Regions from separate parts of the Mus musculus genome. Here regions 1, 2 and 4 are each linked to region 3. The links are chromatin contacts, called in public Hi-C and HiChIP or PLAC-seq maps. All regions are on one chromosome and are shown on one strand. The core of a region is the stretch at or near the end of the contact, and the rest is flanking DNA. Distances in the headings are between cores, read along the strand shown. Region 1 overlaps Magi3 (membrane associated guanylate kinase, WW and PDZ domain containing 3). Region 2 has its middle 5.1 kb from the start of Gm34548. Region 3 has its middle 33 kb from the start of Gm38412. Region 4 has its middle 65 kb from the start of Gm5546.

Evidence for each region. HiChIP or PLAC-seq counts read pairs in DNA pulled down with a chosen protein or histone mark. Hi-C and Micro-C count contacts between places; a contact is called where the count stands out from the background.
Region 1: a contact with region 3 is called in a Hi-C map of liver, with 2.6 times the contacts expected there. The contact joins two enhancer-like sites. A contact is called at or near these places in 1 of 39 promoter capture datasets (liver), 4 of 15 datasets of contacts at CTCF or cohesin (the NIH/3T3 cell line, large pre-B cells, pro-B cells and 1 more), 2 of 484 Hi-C or Micro-C datasets (the C2C12 cell line and liver), 14 of 115 datasets of contacts at active chromatin or transcription factors (acute myeloid leukemia, cardiomyocytes, differentiating embryonic stem cells and 6 more) and 1 of 9 other capture datasets (embryonic stem cells).
Region 2: a FOXA1 HiChIP or PLAC-seq map of pancreatic cancer cells shows a contact between it and region 3. The contact joins two enhancer-like sites. A contact is called at or near these places in 4 of 15 datasets of contacts at CTCF or cohesin (the NIH/3T3 cell line, embryonic stem cells, large pre-B cells and 1 more), 47 of 484 Hi-C or Micro-C datasets (the 4T1 cell line, the AtT-20 cell line, B cells and 26 more), 11 of 115 datasets of contacts at active chromatin or transcription factors (the NIH/3T3 cell line, cardiomyocytes, embryonic stem cells and 4 more) and 2 of 9 other capture datasets (embryonic stem cells and liver).
Region 4: a contact with region 3 is called in a CTCF HiChIP or PLAC-seq map of the NIH/3T3 cell line, with 17 read pairs. The contact joins two enhancer-like sites. A contact is called at or near these places in 1 of 39 promoter capture datasets (liver), 2 of 15 datasets of contacts at CTCF or cohesin (the NIH/3T3 cell line and embryonic stem cells), 30 of 484 Hi-C or Micro-C datasets (the AML12 cell line, the C2C12 cell line, the MC3T3-E1 cell line and 17 more), 9 of 115 datasets of contacts at active chromatin or transcription factors (the NIH/3T3 cell line, VIP interneurons, embryonic fibroblasts and 6 more) and 1 of 9 other capture datasets (embryonic stem cells).

Annotation. Positions count from the first base shown.
Region 1 is chr3:104,188,351-104,191,781 of GRCm38.p6, reverse strand. All of the region lies in intron 1 of Magi3 (membrane associated guanylate kinase, WW and PDZ domain containing 3), which reads left to right. Among named protein-coding and RNA genes, the nearest start is that of Magi3, 30 kb to the left of the region's middle. Within about 2 kb of position 1,766, at least 8 of the 459 cell types and tissues checked have an H3K27ac peak or open chromatin away from gene starts, as enhancers often do. A contact at or near this core is called in liver, where this site is marked.
Region 2 is chr3:104,673,823-104,677,262 of GRCm38.p6, reverse strand. No RefSeq gene overlaps it. Among named protein-coding and RNA genes, the nearest start is that of Gm34548, 5.1 kb to the left of the region's middle. Within about 2 kb of position 1,917, at least 184 of the 459 cell types and tissues checked have an H3K27ac peak or open chromatin away from gene starts, as enhancers often do. A contact at or near this core is called in the 4T1 cell line, the AtT-20 cell line, the Ba/F3 cell line and 15 more, where this site is marked.
Region 3 is chr3:104,440,344-104,443,844 of GRCm38.p6, reverse strand. No RefSeq gene overlaps it. Among named protein-coding and RNA genes, the nearest start is that of Gm38412, 33 kb to the right of the region's middle. Within about 2 kb of position 1,729, at least 210 of the 459 cell types and tissues checked have an H3K27ac peak or open chromatin away from gene starts, as enhancers often do. A contact at or near this core is called in the 4T1 cell line, the AtT-20 cell line, the Ba/F3 cell line and 18 more, where this site is marked.
Region 4 is chr3:104,293,243-104,296,877 of GRCm38.p6, reverse strand. No RefSeq gene overlaps it. Among named protein-coding and RNA genes, the nearest start is that of Gm5546, 65 kb to the left of the region's middle. Within about 2 kb of position 1,742, at least 75 of the 459 cell types and tissues checked have an H3K27ac peak or open chromatin away from gene starts, as enhancers often do. A contact at or near this core is called in the C2C12 cell line, the NIH/3T3 cell line, cortical neurons and 5 more, where this site is marked.

The DNA.
Region 1 (3,431 bases), core at 517-3,016, 250 kb after region 3:
AGATTTGAGGCCAGTATTTACATTTTTCATGAATGGGAACAATTTTCAATTTTATATTTTTTATGTGCTAGGTAGGAGTAGTACTCCGGGCCATATGCATAGTAGGTAAGCTGCATCTCTAACTCCCTATAATGTTTTTATTTGCTTTCTTCTAAGTGTTTCACCAGTACTCTTTTTGGTAATATTAGTAATGCTAATAACCAAAATAAATGAGTATAATTCAGTCTTCCTGATATTATTAAAATTTAAAGACATTTTAGATTTTTTAAAAGCTTTCTATGTTATTGTTCTACAGATTGATTGAAATGAACGAAACTTTGTGGTTGTGTTCATGATCATTTCTATCTATGCTCACTCACTAAGCATCCTCTCTTAGTGGAGATGTGCACTGATTGGTCATTGCGAGATGCTTGTATCCATCAGTAGTAACTGGGGATGGATTAGTTGCTTTGTTTCCTATCATTCTACTCCTAGATTATTTTTAATGGCTATGGCTTTCTGTGCCTTTATCTAGAATTTTGACCCACCACCACTTTATGTATACTTCAAGCTCAGAATAATTCTTCTCCTGTACCAATTGGTTTGTCCTTTACTTCAGAATAGTCCTTATACTTCTGTTTAAGCGTTAAAGCTTTTAGTGTTTTAACTTCTTATCCTTACTTCCAGTATCTAGATCCCTCTTTATCTTTTTAAAATCAGCTCACTTGACTTATTTAGATTACAAGATTAGATTTGATTATGGAAAATTTGAAAACTAGTCATAGAAATTTACACTTTATTCTATTTCTAATAAAATTAGGCAAATATTTTTAAGCAAAGTGTTTGTGATCAATAAAAGAGATATAATTAGTCAGGTACTAATATGTAGGATTGTCTATACAGGAGTTAACAATTAGCATGGAACCTTTAAAGAAGAGTGATTTCTCGGGATAGGTAGAACAAGGTAGCTTGGGGGAAGAAGGATTATAAATCAACCTTGAAATATAGAGGATGGCAAAAGAAAAGGGATATTGGAAAGGAGAGCTGACTTGAGAAAATGATTTAGATTTTAAATACTCTTAAAATTATGTTAGGATGTAGATTTCAGACTTCAGGTTAGACACTGAACTGATCATTTTTTTTTTAAATACAGTACATTTTAAAAATATACAATGGCTTACACCTTTAATCTCAGCACTTGGGATGCAGAGGCAGGAGGCAGGAGGCAGGAGGCAGGAGGCAGGAGGCAGGAGGCTGTCTAAGTTTGAGGCCAACTTGGTCTATAGAGTGAGTTCCAAGACAGCCAGGGTTACACAGAAATCTCATCTCAAAACAAAACAAAGTAAAGTAAACTAAAAAACAAAACAAAACAAAATAAAGCAAAACAAAAACTTAAAGCTTTATTTTCTGCATATGTGTGTTTTGCTTGCATGGATGTATGTGCATTACTTGTATGTTTGGTGCCATGTACGTGCTGGGACTCTAACCTCTGGAAGAGCAGCCAATCCTTTTAACTACTGAGTCATATCTCTGGCCCCTTAATAGGCTTTTATTTTTTATTTGACAAGTTCATGTATGTAAACAATGTATCTTGATTATATACAACCCAACTCTCCCTTTCCATTCATTCAGTAATCCCCCAACTTTTTCCTTCTACTTCCCTGAGTAACCCCCAGTGGGTTCATGCCCTCTCTTTTGTTTTTAAAATCCACTTGAGTTCAGTTAGTGCTGCTGTTGGACTGTTGTTGGACTGTTGTCTGACCTATGGACTTGATCTTGTGCAGATAACATAGCTGCCGTAAGAGCATGAGTGTGATAGCTTGTCACGATCAGAAGACTGCACTTCATAGCACTTCTCCATTCTTGCTCTTACAAGCATCTGCCCCTCTTCCTTGTTGTGCCTTGATTCTTTGGGAATGGGGGTTTGTTGATATAAATGTCCCATTTAGGTCTGAACACTTATTCTCAGCACTTTGATTAGTTACGAGTTTCTGTATTAACTGTTAACCACTGCAGAGAGACGCTCCTCTGGCCAAGGTTGAGGGCAAGGTTAATCTATGGGTATAAACACAAATGTTTCTAGTGCAGCTTGACAACACGCCACTTAACAAAACAACAGTAGTAGTCTTCCTCCTAGGGCCTGTAACCTCCTGAGCCATGTGCTTCTGGGCAGATTTGTAGTGTCAGTCTAAATTTCTTTCTATGGAGAGATGTCAAATCTACCCATAACCTTTGTGCAACTATTGCACCAGTGGGTACATCTTACCTGGTTTTGTAAGATGCAGTTGGTCACAGAAGTACCATTTGATGTTTTGTCTCTCCCAGCAGTCTCCAGAGCACATTTTGGTACCATGAAAGTTAGTCATCAGGGAGGAAGTTTTCAGGTCAGTTCATTGATTTTTCTGTGTCCTACAACCAAAGGTCTTTGGCAGTAGGTTCTTAACATCTAGTTTTGTTGAACAACCAAGAGTAATGACAGTTGCCTGTGTCATTTGTCGGGGCTTCCAAGAAGACTTCTTTCTTAGATTCAACAGGAAATATTTAGAGTTCCATCCAAGTAAAAGTTGTAAAACTGCATATTTATTAAGAAATTGCATGTTTTGTGGGGATTGCTTATAAATAGAATACTATAAATGGATAGTAATAGCATTAGCATATGATTTGTTTTTAATGTAATACTATTGAATAACTTGTGACTAGTTATCATTAGCTGAGTAGTAAGTGACTGTGATCCTTTTTTTTTAATGGCATACTTACTGAGGTATCTTTTACAGTAAAATTCACAGGTTTTTAGCTATATCAATCTGTTGATTTGGATAAATGCATATAATTATGTAATTAGTATCACAATTAACATTTCCATCACCTATAAAATTTACTGATACCCTTTTGTAGATGTGTAATCTTTTAAGAATACAGTTTTATCTTGTAATTTATTTTATCAAAGATTTTAGTTTCAAATAATCCTAGGAATGAATTTTAAAATAAGCCAGATATTAAATTGGAGATCACATTTATTGATTTTTGGTAGCTTAATTTGAATCCATCATAATTAACCAAGTAGTTTAAGGAAGGGACTGTGGGTGCTTGCTTTGATGTTTCCACTTTATCTTATCTTAGGTCTTTCATTCAAAAACCTTGCTAAAATCAGGTTCTTGTCATGATTTTTGAGGGTTCGTATATGTACCCTGTGCTCTTCACTTTGCCTCCTGAGCGTGTATCTCACTATTCTCTTTAATAGTCACCTGTCTCTCCTTTCCTATAAGCCTCACTCAGGAGGCTTCCCACCACCTAACTCAGAGACTGATAGAATGTGTACTTGAATATCTTCTGAATGTGTTTTCCCATTCACTCAGTCTCAAATACTTGAAAGTAGTATTAGGCTCTTAAATCTTTGTTCTTGAAGGAAGGAAGGAAGGAAGGAAGGAAGGAAGGAAGGAAGGAAGAAAGAA
Region 2 (3,440 bases), core at 668-3,167, 230 kb before region 3:
AACCTTTGATCCCAGTACTCAGGAGGCAGAGGCAGGTGAATCCCTCTGAGTTTAAGACCAGCCTGGACTACAGAGTGAGTTCCAGGACAGCCAGGGATACACAGAGAAACCCTATCTCGAATCCCCCCCCTCAAATTAAGTAAATGATTAAAAATGAGGCTAACCATAGTGTCAGAGGGCCAGTTTGGTTTAAATAGTAGTGAGTTTCAGGACAGCCAAGGCCACAGAGAAATCCTGCCTCAAAAAATAAAGACAGAAACAAATTCGCAAAGAAAATAACAAAAGCCGGCCAGTGTGTCAGATACTTGTCATCCTAGCCTTTGCACGGAGGTTGGAGGACCAAGGGTCCCAGGCCAGTTGAACCGCATAAGGCTATGCCTTAAAATGGAGGAGAGTCGTTAACAAATCAATAAACTTAATCATAGGCCTTTTATTTGTGGTTCATGAGTCACAACAACACATCCTGGAGTTTGCCTTATAGAAAAGGGGTCTGAAGAAGTAGAAACAAAATGAAAAGCAGATTTGCTTGAGGCAGCAGGGTGGGGGGTGGATGGGTGGGGGGTGGGTGGGGGTGCTGTGGGGGGGGGGGTGTTCAATGCCAACAGCAGAAGAGTGACTAAGACTCTGATATGAGTTCAGTTCCCAGCATCAAATAATCAATCAGCCAATCAAAAGGTGGCACTCTTTAAATCCCAGAACTCTGGAGGTAAAGGTAGGTAGATCTCTGTTAGTTCCAAGCTGGCCAGGGCTGCTGCATCGTGAGACCATCTCAAAAACAAAAACAAAAACAAAAAAACAACAAAAACTCACATAGAAGCCGGGCGTGGTGGCGCATGCCTTTAATCCCAGCACTCGGGAGGCAGAGGCAGGCGGATTTCTGAGTTCAAGGCCAGCCTGGTATACAAAGTGAGTTCCAGGACAGCCAGGGCTATACAGAGAAACCCTTTCTCAAAAAACAAAAAGACAAAACAAACAAACCAACAAACAAAAAACAAAAAAACCTCACAAAGATAGGTTAACTGGGCTTGTACAGGTTAGCCCAAAGGGGATTTCCTATTCATAACAGCTAAACTGGCTTACTTGGAATTACAGCTATTTCTCTTTTTGCCATCATCATCATCGTCACTATCATCAGTGAAGGTTGGTAAACAACCTGGTTTTGGCTCCACTAAGCATGATTGACTTATCTTTGCCTTAGCTATGTGCCCAGTACCAATAGCCTCCCATAAATCTTAACGCTTGAAAGTCAGCTCGCATTCCCTCCGGTGGATAAATTGTCAAAGCCCAGTTGATGATGGGTGACTCTGGTTTTCTTGCGAACTTACTCTGGTTTTGTAATTTTGTTTTTGTTTTCCTTTCTTTCACTTCCTAGACGAAGCCCTTTCAGAGTGGGCAGGGAGACAGACACATGAGGAAATTCACTTCAGCAGGGCATCTGCTAAGCGTGGCAGGATTCCTGCTCCAGACTCTCAAAGCCTCCTATTAATGGAAAGAGCAGGTTAACCTGGTCTGACCGACAGGAAGCCACCGTACAGGAATAGGTGGAGTTCTGACATCCGGTGGGGACAGCTGGGGGGAGCGGATGGGGGAGGGGACACCTAGGTGTGCCAGGGGAGCCGAGGTAAAGCTAAGGTCCAGGGGGCCAGCGTGCTGGGTGGCTATGGGCCACACGAGGGCGCCGCACACTGCCACGTAAGGGCCTGAACTGTCTCTACGGAGCTATGTCGGAGAAAAGGCTTTGATGGGAAAGAGGGTGGGCGGAGACCATCCTGGGTGTCCAGCGACGGGCCCCTCTCTTGTTCCTTGAAGGTCGGCGTGAGGTCTCCCTGGACTTGGAACAGCCGCTGTTCAGGTCCTGAGGAATTAACGCCTCTGTAGATCAGGTCCAGCTGTGTGTAGGAGGGAGGATGTTTGCGGTCACTGGGGTGTGTTGTGTTAGGAATGACCGCAGTACTGGGGTGTGAGGGTGGGTGCGTGGATTTCTCCAGAGGTGTAGGTGGGAGGGAGTAGACAGTTTCTACTCCCAGGGGGCTGGCGCTAGTGTCTTCTAGGAGCAGCACTTAAGGCAAGATGTAGACCCCATTAGAATCAGACGATCTTCCCATCAGAGGAAGTCCCCCATTTGGAAACAGTCAGGATGAATGGTTGCTTTAGCTTGGCCAAGCTGCTGGGGTAAACGCCTCAAGCAGAAGCTGCATCAAAGCCTGGAGCCTGTCCAGCCATGCAGCTCAAGCACCCGGTGTCACCGAGATTTGTCCAGGGGGCACAGTGGAGATCTTGTGACCCAGGAAATAGCACTGGTCTTAGTTTAGATCAGGACATTTCCCCCTGAAAGCTGCGTGGGACAGTGGCTTGGAGCCCAGATTGGGGGGGGGGGGGAGGGATGGGAGGGGCAGCTGGAGGCTTCTGCCCACTCTCACCTTTGTCACCCAATAGCTACTTCACATGAGTCAGCTCTGCAGGCTGTACCCTGGCCTGAAGGCTCAGCCTGGGATTTGAAGGCATTAGAGTTGGTAGAAATTAACCCCCAGGATGTGAGCTTCGGGCTCGTAGGCTGAGGCTCTAGCAAGGGAAGAGGACATCCTGAGGACTGGGTGTAAGCAAGCAGAAACACGGGGAGCCTAGGCAATGCCCAGGAGGACTGCAATGGGCCAGGGAACACCAGGAAGGGTCAGTGTGAACCCAGGACTCTTGAGAACTCCAGTCGCTTCCTCTCTGCGGATCCAGACACCTCTACCATCCAGCCCCGCCCAGGCAGCTGCAATTCCTCAGCCAAATGACCCGAGACAAGAGTAAGAGGAAAACAGCTTTCTGAGCCTGCCTCTAGGGGAAAGAAGGACTATAAGAAGCAGGGATCCAGGACACAAGGTCACCGGGAAGCAGTCATGAATGTCAGGCGTGAAGGGGTGGAGATTTCAGGTCAGGGAGCTAAGGGTACACAGCTCAGTGACAGCATTTGCTTAAGAGGCCCTGGCGACAGGGTTCAGGCCTCACTACTGGAAAAAAGATTTTTCTTAGCTTATGCACAAATGGTCACGTGACATTGATAAGCAAGAGTGACTTAACCCAACACAACTCCAGTTTCACCAGCTGCAAAACTACCCTGAGGTGTTTGCAAATTTAGGAGTAAGGTAGGTAAAGGCATGCCCGTCAGGGCATGGTGATGATGGCTCACACCAGTAATCCCAGCACTTGAGAGGGTAAGGTAGAACCAATGTGGGTTTGAGACCAGCCTAACTACAGAGTTAGTTCCAGGTTTGCCTGGGCTAAGGGGAGACTGTAAACAAATAAAAAACAAAACAAAACAAAACAAAAATTTTATTGTCTTTCAACCCTAGGGGTGTCTGAGCCTTTCTCCTTCCTAACAAGTTGGCCTGGGCTCCAGACAGCAGACCTATAATTTGCCTGCACAAGTGTGATAAGAGGTCAATATTAATCTG
Region 3 (3,501 bases), core at 480-2,979:
GGGTGACCGTTTTATCTTATAATAAGTTCAACCATGACTCTTGTTGGAACTGTTGGTCTGGAGAGTAACAGCAGCGACTGCATTAAGATGTGGGCACCTTTGTGGGCACCCAGGCACTGCATACTGCTGCTCTGATAACCAGAGCTTGCCTTGGTTCATGGCTTGTTCTCTGGTTGTGCTTGGGTATCACCCATCTGTATGCCTTCTTTGAGAACTGTCTGCCCAGTCGGTTAGCTTGTTTTCTGCTGGGTGATCTGTTTTCCTGGTGTTTAATTTGCCCAGTTCTGTATATATAAAGATGTGTAGCAGGCAAAGATTTTCTTACCATTCTCTAGGCGCTGGTGCTTGTTTTCTTTGCTGGACAGGAACGTCTTAGTTTCCTATACGTCTAGTTGTTGGTTGTTGGCAATGTGTGCTGTACAGTTGGAGCACTGTTGAGAAAGTTTCTTCTATGCCTGTGTCCTGAAGTGTTTTGCTTCAGGTCTGGCTCTAAGATCCACTTTGAGTTGATTTTGCACAGGGTTGGAGACGGGGGTCTTAGTCTTTCCTCTCCTTGTGGAAATCGTTTTCTCAGCACAGGTGTTTAGAGGTCTCTTTCCTCCAGTGTATGTTTTTGATACCTTTGTCCAAAGATAGAGAACTGTAGCTTTGTGGGGTGACTTCTGGGACCTCTGTTTGAGCCCCTTGATTGCCAGGGCCACTTTTTGAGCTAGTAACATGCTGTTTTTGTTACCATGATGCTGTAATATGGTTTGATATGGAATATTCCTGATAACTCTAGCATTTTCCACTTTCTGATAAGGATTTGCTTGAGATGTCAGGGTCTTTTGTCCTTGTAGGAAGCTAAACTGCTGGCCTACCAAAAGAATAAGTATAAAATTCTGAAAAAGAAAGCCCCCCCTTTCTCTGTGTTGTTTTGCTTGCTTGGTTACTTGCCTCCCTACCCAAAACAAAAAACAAACAAAACAAAACAAAAAAAAAAACCAAAAAACAAAAAAGGCAAAACAAGACAAAACCTTTCTCAGTTTGGAAGCCTGGTCCCCTTTTCTTTATGTTGAATACTCCCTATTTCCTGGGTCCATCTAGCTTAGAATTTCTTCAGGCTAAAATAACTTGGAGCTCAATTTAAACAATTATTTTTGTAGTCCCCGCCCCCCCCCCCCCCCCAGCCCCCAGCTACTTGTTGAGTAATCCAGGGTGTGTGTTCATGCCCAGGGCCAGGCAGCTGATTAAAAAACCTCTGCAGCATCCCAGGCTCTCCCGAGAAGGGGCCGGCTCACTGCCAAGCTCTCTACACAAGTTAGTCTAACCTGAATTTTGCAGTAGGGGGATGAAGAGGTTGGAATCCGAGATGCAGGGCAAACTGCAGTTTTCCCCTCACGTGTGCTCTTCAGATCCAGATATTAGAATTTAAGAAAGGCAGTGACAAGATCACTGTGGCTCTAATCCTGTCCCTTTAAGAAGCCTGTCATTTAACTCTTGAATACCCCATCAGCAATAGATAAAGGGCGGGTGAAGAAACTGTTGAGGCTCTTTCAAAAGGCGCCTTTTTGTTCCAAGGCATCTTCTTGTTTCCTTCTGTGGAGGCTCTACTACACAGCGGTTTGAACGAGAACTGGCCTCCAGGTGGCGCTTCAGCACAGAGAATGGCGGCAGAGGGCGCTACCCAGGCCACCATTGCTCAGGGATACCCTTACGTAAGGGGATTCACAGGAAATCCGGCTTCTCCGGTTGCACAATGGCGAGAGGCCTGGCCTTTGTCATGGCTCAGGCTGTAACTCAAAATCTGTACGGGGCGGTGCATGGCTCAAAAGTTCTAGAACGCTGCCAGGATGAAGCCCAGGGCAGCTTGGCCTGTTGGGAGGGAGAGGCCAGAGCTCCAGGCTTTGTCCTCGGAGGCCGGAGTCTTGTTCTGGGCTCCTAGCCCAGGATGAGCTCGCAGCTTGGCCCTCAGAGGTCTTCATTTTGATCCAAGGCTGCAGTCTTGCCCGTGTCCTCTCTCTTCCTTGAATCGTTTCCCTTCCCCCTCCTCTTCTCACCCTCTCTCCACACCCCATTCTCACCTTATGCTTTTTTACAAATTGATTGTCCTGTGTGATCTCATTTGCAGCTCCCACTTCCAGGGTAAAGGAGCAGGTTTGGGGCCATCCCTCAGTCCACGGAGAAGGTCCCTCCCATGCTTGTCACCACTAGCAAATACTGAGCGGCTTGGGCAAACATTGAATTCAACTTGGTGGTTCGAGAGCTTGGCACTGAGGAGTGCTCAGAACCATTTCCAGCATGAAGAAATATTTACAGACGGAAGCTGGGTGGAAGAGCAGTGTGTCCCAGGACTGCATTCTAGAGGTCAGGACCCCAGATACTAGAGCCACCGCGAAGCACTAGTTACAGCAGTTAATGTCTAAAGGGAGAAGAACAGCGGCACGCAGAAACCCGGGGACCCAGTCTCGGTGCTTGGCAGACACTATGAAACTTCTCCAGGTTCGGCCCTGGAGTACCTGTCTATAAGGGGACAAGTGACAATATGGTCGAAACAGAATGAATGGTGTGTATGAGAGCTCGTTTAAAGCATGGGGTGGATAGGCATTCTGACTTATCAAAAGCCGCCTTTCCTCACTGAGAATGCCCTGGGGCAGGGAGTGTCCTTGTAGCTTTTACCTATTCTGCCCCCATTGGATATCCGGCCAGCCCTTTCCTTGGTTTTTGTTTGAATGTGCGTGCTTCAGGCATTTGGGACTTGAGGCAGACTGACTAACTCGGTTCCAGTCCCAACTCTACCTTTTACTTGCTGGCTGGTGCTGCATGGGTCATTTAGCCCCTTTATGCCTGCTTCATATCTGTTTGAGTGGTAATATGATAACAACAGTATTAACTACAATTTTAGGAGCTGATACACAGACAAATGTGTGTGTGCGCGCAGGCGACCACTGAGGCCCCTCCCCATGTCTCAGCTGTCTCTCTCTAGTTATCCTGTACTGGAGAACTGGTTTGGTTCACACTGGGGTGGGTGTGGGGGGGTCTCATCAAAATTGTGTAAGATTCCCTCAGATCAGCTGCCAGACTCTTGGCTCTCTCCCATTCAGTTACAACGTTCTCATGGTCTAAGTGAGAGAGGAAACCACTAGAAACAGATGGGTTTTGTGTTGTTTTTCTGACAGAGGCACTGGCATCTTCATCTTCAGCCTCTCCAGGGGTCCAGCGGAGTTACTATAGTGTATGGCAGTTGTTCCGTACAAACTCGAGGCAGACAGGAAGGAAGGGACCTTGCGGATGATCACACTAATTAGTACAGAGTAGGTTATCTGGACAAGAGCCTGTGGAATGCAGAGCTATCCCTTAAGTCTTCTGACTAAGCATGGAAATCACCAAGGAAATGTGATCAGCCTGCAACAGAAAGGGGTGGGTAGGAGAGAAGAAACCATAGCTTCGTGCTATCAGCCAGAAGCATCGTTTTCCATCGCTCAGGGTTCCATCGCTCAGGCCAGGTTGAAAACCTTGCCT
Region 4 (3,635 bases), core at 493-2,992, 150 kb after region 3:
ATGAAGAAAGCATGAGATATGTTGACATTTATAGTCTCCACTGAGATATCAGCAGGTCTCACTGCCCCATTAAAACAAGCTTTCTGAAATTTGTAGCTAAAATTTTCCATCTAGTTTCATATGTTTTTACTGTCACACACACACACACATCAAAAGAAGGATAATTGGCTTGGTGGCTAAAGGTAGTTGCTGCTCAAAGCTGGCCCAAGTTCAATCCCCAGAACCTACAAGAAGATGGAAGGAGAAAACCAACTCCACAAAGTTGTCCTCTAATCTCTAGACAATGGGTCATGGCATGCCCCCCACACCCACACAAAATCTCCCCCTCACACTAAATTTTAAAAATGAGTATTCTTCAGTTACTGATTTTTTTTTCACTGTTGTGATGTCCTAATTCTGGGATTCTGAATTTTAATGTTGTTAGGTGAATGTATAGTGGTTACATTTACTTAAGTCAGCTCTAGAAAATGAAATATAGTTTGATTTTTCACGCATGATCATTCTTGGATGGACTTTACTCATGTGGAAGGGAGGGTGGTCTGATGTCTTCCACTCATTAGGCATTTAAATTACCAAAAAGTTTGTTCAAAGACTGAAAAATCAAATTAACCACATAATTGTCTGAGCAAATAAAGGACGATTATGTGATGAATTAAAAAAAATGGAAGTGTGCTCAATAATAATATGAATTCAAGAATGCATACAGGCTAAGGCATTTATTCTTCATAAGAATTTAGGGACGAGAAGGGGACAGACTCACTGGGCTTCTGTCGGTTTCTGTTTCCATGGCAGTGAGGATGACTCACTATTAAAAGCTGGACTGTTCCTTACAGGCCACGTCTTGAGCAATATGCTTCCAGCTCTGCTCATTTGACTTCAGATTCAATTGGTGTATCATTCTCAGTTGTGCAAAGAACGTGTGCGTGTGTGTGCATGCGTGTGCGTGTGCATGACGTGTAGGGAATCAGAAGTTTAAAGATTTGTTCTTGTTTGATAGTTAGTATTGTTTGATCTAACACATTCATCTTTCAGCTTCCTAACTGTGGGAACAGGACCCTGGCTCTCTTCTGTACCTTTTCTGCTCAGTATTCATTAAAGAGAGCATGTTTAATATAAACCTCTAAAACTATGGCCAATAATTTTACAGGGAACAAAACTCTAACTTTAAAGACTTACACTTTCTATACTTACTACTTTTCCCCCCTATCAAAATACTGTGAGTGCTCATTAGATTAAATTCTAACATTTGGCAACCAGCTCTATGTAGTTATGTGACAGGGAGCCCAGAAGGTCAGCTGAGGATATTAGCAAGGCAGAGGCTGGGTGTTTTCATTAAGCTTGGCTTGGCTCTATCAAGCTGATACTGGAAGAGAGGAACACTGTCTCAGAAGGAACAAGGGAAGCAAGGTAGCTCAGCATTTGTGACAACATCTGAGAGCACACTTCCTAAGTATAGGGAGGAGACATATGGAATTTCTCTAAAGCTTGAAATATTATACTTTTCAAGGAGGAAAAAAAAAGAAAATAAATATGTTTAGCTCTACCGGTGTCTTTGCTGATGAAAATAATCACAATAATTAGTCACTGCATCAAAAACGCATTGTGGAGAGTCGCTCAGCTGGAACAGTTACTTTCCCCCACCCCCCTGCCCTTTTAAATCCCACAGTCACATTCCACAGTCGTCCCCCACACAGAAACCTCTGCTACTTCAAGAGATCAGTTGTGACGCATGCTTCTATGCTAAGTTTATAAATATACGCAGATGTGATCACAGGAGAGTCTTGAGGTTCACAACCAAATGCTATGGCTACCTAAAATAGCCGTGTTTCTATTCCATGCTCCTTAATGATGTGCCGTGTTTTGATGTCTTTATTCTTGTGTGTTTGTTTGTAACTCCTCAGAGCTGTGATGATGCTGTGAAGAAGGCCCCTCCAGGCACTGGATATGTGTGCCTCTTTCTGAAACCTAGAAAGCCAGCGACTTCCAGGCTGCAGTAGGCATCAAATCTGATGCCCCAGGGCAGAGTGCAGCTTCCCTGGTCCCCTCTGCAGCCTCCAGGTCTTATACAGCCTAGATCCTGAGTCAAACCTGAGAGATCCTAATAAGAAGCAAAGACCAATTTCTCCACACTCCTTAGACTGAAAGGTCGATAAAGTAATATTAATGGCATCAAGGATGATAATGGCCACTTTAATGGCAAGTCGAACTTTAATATTTTAAAGAAATTACCCTTACATTGAGATTATTAAGATGTAGGGCTACATTAAGGAATAGAACTGTTATGAGCATGTGAAAGGAATCAACTCCCCAGAAGGGGGGAAAATCACCCTTGGCAAGTACCATCTGCTTCCATATTTTTTTCTTATTGGTTATTGGGCATTATCACGAGCATCAGTTTTTATGAGATGATCTAGATATATAGGCTAGAATGACTTTGAACTTCTGACCTTCCTATGTGAAACTATAGTGCTGGGATTACAAGTGTGCACCACCGTGGCCAGTTTATGCAGTGCTGGGGACTGAACCCACGACCTCATGAATGCTAGGCAAGCATTCCACTGAGCTTCCTCCCCAGTCCTGGGATGCATGGTGGTTATTGTGCCCATCATAAAGAACATTATTTTTCTTTTCCTTCCTGGTTAAAATTTAAAGAATTAGTCAGCTCTTCTTCCACTCAGCCATTAGGAAACATCTAGAATTGGTGGTGATCTGACTTGGAAAGTGATTTCTTAATGCTCTAACTTCAAAGGACCTTTGAAATCTCAGCACATAGGGCCCAGCCCAGGGTTAATCCAGCAAAGTGGCACTTAGTGGCCTGTTCACGGTTTGTTTTGATGGGTCGTTAATGAGTAGTCATGCATCACACTTGCATTCTAAAAAGCACAGCTTTCTGTGCGGTTGCTGGCATCCTTTTCTCTGTGTAGTTGCCATGTTTTTTTTTTTTTTTTGATACCAAGAGCCAGTGGACCAGATGGAAACAGTTGGGTTTTTTCTACCTACATCCTACATGACAAGCATGTACCATCTCTAGTTCATGTGTTGGCTTTCTTAGGGTCACAATACTGGTCTTTTTCTTCAAGCTAGGAAGGACATTTGCCACAGAGATGGTGTAAGAGTGTGTCTCCCCTACTTAGGATCCTCTTGGCTCTCCGTTCCTCCTCAAGAGAAGAAATTGAGTGGTTCTAAGTCTGGGGTTCAAGAGGACACTAAGCAGATTGCCCTGCAGCATGCAGAGAGGGGGCGGGGGCTCTGGAGAAAGGTCTGGCTCTCCCAGGTGGAGTGGAGATCCCGTTTTATAGGTCCCAAAGGAAGAGGGAGATTTTACTCCACATAGCTGAGATAGTCTACAGCACAGGCCATCAGCCAGGCCGTCTCTGATTCCTGGAGAGAGGTAGGAGGGGCCCTGAATTTCAGGAAGGATGTAAGGGGTATGAGAAGAGGGCACCTGTAGTTGAAGTGTACCTGCCTGTCCTGGGGTCTGGCAGACTACGTAAACTTCCTTGGGAAAATGCAATAGTGCCTCCTGTTTTCCTGGAATCCAGGCACCTGCAGAGTTCCTTAGGGGTTTAGAGTCTCACAGACAGTCTTTCCACAGAGGCTCACAAAAGCCGCTGTGGACCACCTATAGCCCTGAA